Regions from separate parts of the Mus musculus genome. Here region 1 is linked to region 2. The links are chromatin contacts, called in public promoter capture Hi-C maps. All regions are on one chromosome and are shown on one strand. The core of a region is the stretch at or near the end of the contact, and the rest is flanking DNA. Distances in the headings are between cores, read along the strand shown.

Region 1 (2,969 bases), core at 217-2,716, 930 kb before region 2:
GTTAAGTTATTGCCTGGGTTAATAGCTTACTTTCTCCATCTTAAATCTGAATTTATAACAATATTAATAGATTATAGTGTTTAATATATTGATAGATTTTTTGTAGACAACATTAAGAGTTTCATTCATGTAATAAATATAATTTATATTTATATAATTCACATGATAAAATGATATAATTTATATAATTTACATAATTGAACTGTGTGTATGTGCAGGATATCCATAGTGACCTCATGAGTCTAAAATACATCATGATAAAGCAAATGGAAAATACAGTTCAAAGATGCTTTATATCAAAGATGCCTGACAGGAAAATACAGCCCATTGGAGCAGGTACATCTAGACAGAACATCTTTAATTCACAGATTTGCCAGCATATCTTACTGCTCTCATATTTTTCAAAATATTTATTTTTAATTGTATGTGTGTGTGGTGGGGGTGGGGATCAGGAGTGGAATGTGCACTTGGGAGTGTATGTGCACTTGAGAGTGGTCTGTGCACTTGGGAGTGTAGCTTCCTGTGGAAGCCAGAGGTGAGAGTCCCTTGAAATGGATGCTTGGAATGGAACTTGGGAAGTGCTCTTTACTGGGCTTTCCAACCTCTGCCCTCCAGTCTTAATGTCCATAGTCTTTTAGTATCCTACTGTAGAGAATTGAAGGTGTTCAGATCGTGCAGGCTCACTCAGGTACCATTGTCTCTTGGAATCTCTGATTGAACCTCTCTCTCTCTTTCTCCCCCCCCTCCCCCGTGTGTGTGTGTGTGTGTGTGTGTGTGTGTATCTGTGAAAAAGAAAGGAAGGGAGCAGAGGGGAGGAAGAAAAGAGAGACTTTAAAAACCTGTGACTTTGAGGCCACCTGGTCTACAGAGCAAGTTCCAGGACAGCCTATACTACATAGAGGAACCCTGTCTCAAGAAAACAAAAGAAGCCAAACCAAACCAAATTAAACCAAACCAAACCAAACCAATCCAGACCAGACGAGACCAGGCCAGACCAGCCAAACCAGGCCAAACAAAATAAGAACAAGAACAACAACAAGAACTACGATGACGACAACCCCCCTGGAGAAAGTTACCTTTCTTCGCTCCTCTGCAGCCTCCAGCTTTTTCTGAATCTCCTCCAGAGACAGGTCTTTCTTCTTTGGAGAAGCTAGAGTTCGTGGAGCTTCTGAGATGGGAGATGGTGGCTTCAAGATCAGCTCAAAAGCCTGGCCAGAGGCCCGCTTGTTGATCTGCTTCACCTCCATGTCTGTGGAAGGAACAGCAGAGTGTTAAGTCGGCAGCTGAATCATGCAACTGCTTTAATGTCATGGAGTGCAGCATCTGCATAAATGCTTTTGATCATAAATTTAGGAAATTGTCATTTGCAGCTATGTAGATAAACCTGGAGTGCATTGTAGTGAGAGAAAGTCAGAAACAGAAAGACAGAATTCCTGTCCTCATAGAGCAGAGTGTAAAATGTCTGCCAAGTCTGATGGAGTCTGCGCAGATGCTGGCTAGATAGTACAAAATTTCATCTAGGCAATTAAAATACGTTCATGAGTCTTCTAGTTCGCTTTCTGTCACTGTGACAAAACACCATGACAAAAACCAACTTGGGAGGAAAGGGTGCATTTGGCTTACACTTCCACGACACAATCCACCACTGAGGGAAGCCAGGGCTCAGACTTCAGCAGAAACCTGGAGGCTGAGAGTGAAGCAGAGCCCATGGAGGCACGTTGCTTCCCGGCCTCCTTTCTGTGCTTTGCCCAGCTTGCTTTCACATACAATCCAAGATTAAGGGTAGCACCACCTACCGTTGGCTGGACCCTCCCACATCAGTCAGGAGAATGCCCATAGACACGTGCACATGCCCGTGTGGTGGGGTCAATCTCCAACCGAGGCTCCTTCTTCCCAAGTGACTGTGGATTGTGTCAAGCTGACAAAACATCCAACCAGTTCAATGTGATTTATAGTGATGATATATTGTGTTATGTTTATGTTTAAAAATTATTAGAATGTGCTCATTGTACAAAATGTTGGATGTGGTTATGAAATTTTCCAACTTTCCTATCTAGTGCTTTGTTTGTGTTCACACTCCATTTCCCTCCTTTGACTTTCTCTACCTCCTTCCTCCTAGTCTCCTTCTTCCCAAACGTTGTTCCTCCTCCTATATTCACATCATGTGTGTATGTATAAATATATATATATATATATATATATATATATATATATATATATATATATAACCATGTGAAAGGAGATGAGACATGTGTCTCTTTGAATCTGATTTACCATGCTAATAAGTGATCTTCAGTTCCATCAATTCTTGCAAATGACACTTTTTTAATGTAAATGAAAACTCCATTTCATCAGCAGTCTACACATTTTTAATCTACTTTCTCTGATTGGATTCTTGCCACAAATACATGATAACACATGAAATAAGCATGTGTTAGATAACTTGATTTAGCCATTATCAATGTATATTGTATTTCAAAACATGCATACTGTAGACACATTCAATTTTAATTGTCAATTAAACAATAAACAGAAAATCACTAGCTATGTTTATCATTGGCTTATGTTTATCATCTACTGACCATAAGGAGATCACCAGACCTTCACAGTTTAATCATACATTGTATGATTAATAAGTTGATTGTCAGACTTTCGTGTTTTAATCCTGTGCTATCATTTATAATCTAAAATAATTTATAAAATAAAAAGTGATAGATAGGTAGTAACTTGGAGGACATTTATAACTTCATAGCTCATATGTAGGAAAAGGTACTGATTTCTTTAAAACTTCATTGGTCAGTCTTCAGTTATCACTGAGTGCTTTGGTGTGACCCTCATGCCCTCTGGTCTTTTTTTGCAACCAAAAACTTCTTAGGATTAAGATACTGCTACATGTTACTAATATTTCAAGTGTGGATGTCTCCTGGTACCGTCCAGGGTGGTTCCAAGATCCCCAGGAGATTCCCAAA
Region 2 (2,925 bases), core at 136-2,635:
TGAGTTCCAATGACATTTTTGGAAATGTGTGCCTGAGAGGCTCAGTTTCCTGATTTCATTTGCCAGCAATTCCCTGTTTTCTTTCTCTTTCCTCTCTTTCCTTTTTTTTTTTTTTTTTTTTTTTTTTTTGGTGGACATTTTTCCATGTTCCATCGTTGAAATGCTTTCTCACCACAGTAGCTCTCTTCCATCCTGTCATACTGCAACGCTGGAGCCTAATCCTATTCTAGATAGCCCTTCTCTGTGGATGGGAGCTGTCTGGAGACCAGGGCTGCAGTGAAGATAACAAGTACTGTCAAATCTCCTGATGCTTTGAGCAGGATGACAACAAGAGAGACAACAGAGAGGTGTTTAAACAGCCCTGCAGGCACCGGGTAGGATTTATTTTGGAAGTGCACTAAGACAACAGGTTTTACATTGAATGTGGAAAGTGAGAGTCCCTGCAGAGTCCACAGGCCAGTGCCCAGTTAGAACTCCTATGGTCCACACTCTAAATGCACAAACAGTACCTCTCTGCCTCTTTTCACTGTTAACAGACAGAATCTGAAGCTCGTGTCCTGATGTCCGATTAGGAACCGCCAGCTCCAGACCCCTTTCTGAGGTTCCCCAGAGCGTTAAGAGCACACCCACCACCCTAGGGCGTCTTCTTAGTCTACTGTATCCTCCATTATTTACAAGGTTCTCTTCCACAAGAGATTCCAAGCAGACTCTTTGAAGCCAGCCTGCAGGTGTTTTTTATCCAAATTCAGCCACGTGAACTTAGCTCTGTTACTTAAGGAAGCCTCTGTTCCCATGTGTATCTTTCAACTGCAGATAAGAAAACAGATTGCCTCGGCAGAAAACTCCAGATGCCAAAATACATGTAAATTCCTGACCAAGAGTCCTGGCATAGAGCAAATACTAGATATATGAGAGATATGGTCCTGATCTCAGATCTCTCTTGTTACTGGTTTGCACAACCTGCCTTCACCTAAGCAGTGTTTCTCCTGATTATAAGAAACAACACTAAATCAGGAATCCCCTCGGTAATTCAGGCCTATTATTAAAACAAAACAAAACACTTTAATGAAACAATCACAATGGTGATTAGCTATGTCAGGAGATAACTGTGGGAGATAGTTACTATGCAGAACTTCTATGTGCCCCCAACTAATACGAGTTTTGGTTTTCTGAAGCTACCACTTACATACTAGACTGGATGGACTCACAAGAATTATTTGTTCTTAAAGTCCTACCTGAGCAGGTGCATTGCACAGATGACAGGGAGGAAAAAAAAAAAAAAAACAAACTAGAGAACCTAGAGGGGCAGAGGGCGTGACCCTCTTAATCATCCTTCACTTCCTTTTTTTTTTTTTTTTTTTTAAGATGACTTACATCGGCGGCAGCAGAAGCAGCGACGCCTCCTCAGTGGAACTGACTTGCAATAGCGAGCTTTCTCTGCTGCACATTTGTGGCTTCTGTGGACATATTAGTAACCAGCGGTTTTAGCTCCCAGTCTCACAGAGTTGCCAGAGAGGTTAGAAGTCATTTGAAAAGCCTATTAGCCGAATCTTTCTGATCCAGAAGGCCAGCTGGCTTCTCCTGAGCTACTTTCAATTCGCAGCAACCACTGATCCTGGTCCAGGTGACTGGGGAAGACGCTGAGGGTATAAACCCAAACATTGAACCTGAAGACCCAGCGCAAAGTAGAAACTGAAAGTACCCTGCTTAGTCTGCCGGCAGATCCTACGGAAGTTATGGCAAAGCCAGAGCGCCTGGGTGGCCGGTGATGCATGCGGCCCCTCTTGGGATGGATGGACCAGGCGTGGCGTGGGTGAGAGGAGTCAGCTGCCTGAACTGCCCTGCCCAGCACCGGTTTGCGGCCACCCGGTGGATGACCGGGGTCCTGGGAGTGATTATGGGTGGTGAGAGCCGGCTCCTGCTGCAGTCCCAGTCATCATGACTACACCCACCTCCCGCAGACCATGTTCCATGGTAAGCGCTGCTCTCTGGTGCGCACAAGTAGGTGCGCCTAGCGCGCCGGGGACTCTGGGACAGTCCGGGAGGTGCCACCCGCCCCCGCGCCTCCGCACGTCCGGGAATAGCCCGGCCTTGCACTTTGGACAGGCTGAGAGCTTGGCCTCTCCCATGGTCAGCCACTACCCGCGCTGAGCTCGGTTGCCCAGAACCATTGGCACCTGGGCGTACAACCCTGGCGGGCGGGGAGGAACAGTTCCCGAGGCGGTTTTCAGATCCCCAGACCCAGAGCTTCAGTGCGGGAGCCGCGACGCGGTGGCCCCCTGCAGTCAAGACTCAGTAGTCAGTGGTTTTCAGCCACTTTGTCCCTAGCCAGTACCTCTTCAATGCAGCCCTTCCTGGCTTCCTGGCTGTGCAGTTACTCACAGGCTGCCTGGGTTCAGGGCGTTGCTGGGCTCTCGCAGCTCAGAACTTCATGGAGAATGAAAGAGTCGCTCCCAGGATGCGCTTTTAAACCCTAAAGGACAGATCATTGGAAAACCCCCTCTTCTCCCCGCAGTAAGTCTGGGAGTTTCCGATCCAGGCTGTAAGTTGACTTGTTTGCTGGGAACCCAAGTCCTGCGGCTGAGATTGCAAAAGGCCAGATTTTATTTTCCTTCTATATATTTGCTACTTAAGGGAGGCAGAACTTTAAGTACCCATGAGTACAAATTCTTAGCTCCCTGATCAAATCTAATAGGCTTGCATTAGTTTTAAATAAGTAAGGATTTAAAGTGGACAAGAACAGAATTGACAGAGGCTGGAATCCATTTGTAGCTAGAACTAATAGAGATGAGAACAGAATGGAGTGTGAGGAGGTCTACCTAAGGGAATGCAGGTGTTTTAAATACTTCCTCAAGCAAGAGAACCTATGGAGGTGCAGGATCTAGCCTAAGGCTCTTTCCTTTTGCAACCCCATTGCAAACCATT

Evidence for each region. Promoter capture Hi-C pulls out the DNA fragments that hold promoters and counts their contacts.
Region 1: a contact with region 2 is called in a promoter capture Hi-C map of hippocampal neurons, with 6 times the contacts expected there. The contact joins the enhancer-like site here to the promoter of Il7 in region 2. A contact is called at or near these places in 7 of 39 promoter capture datasets (the 3T3-L1 cell line, 3T3-L1-derived adipocytes, the C10 cell line and 4 more) and 5 of 115 datasets of contacts at active chromatin or transcription factors (SST interneurons, bone marrow-derived dendritic cells, embryonic stem cells and 2 more).

Annotation. Positions count from the first base shown.
Region 1 is chr3:8,543,853-8,546,821 of GRCm38.p6, reverse strand. It overlaps Stmn2 (stathmin-like 2), which reads right to left. Exons shown (of 5, transcript NM_025285.2): 3 at 1,077-1,249. Among named protein-coding and RNA genes, the nearest start is that of Stmn2, 36 kb to the right of the region's middle. Within about 2 kb of position 1,466, at least 2 of the 459 cell types and tissues checked have an H3K27ac peak or open chromatin away from gene starts, as enhancers often do. A contact at or near this core is called in hippocampal neurons, where this site is marked.
Region 2 is chr3:7,612,220-7,615,144 of GRCm38.p6, reverse strand. Il7 (interleukin 7) reads left to right here and starts at 1,385. Exons shown (of 5, transcript NM_008371.5): 1 at 1,385-1,974. The coding sequence starts at 1,965. Gm16685 (predicted gene, 16685) reads right to left here and starts at 2,440. Exons shown (of 3, transcript NR_168341.1): 1 at 2,336-2,440.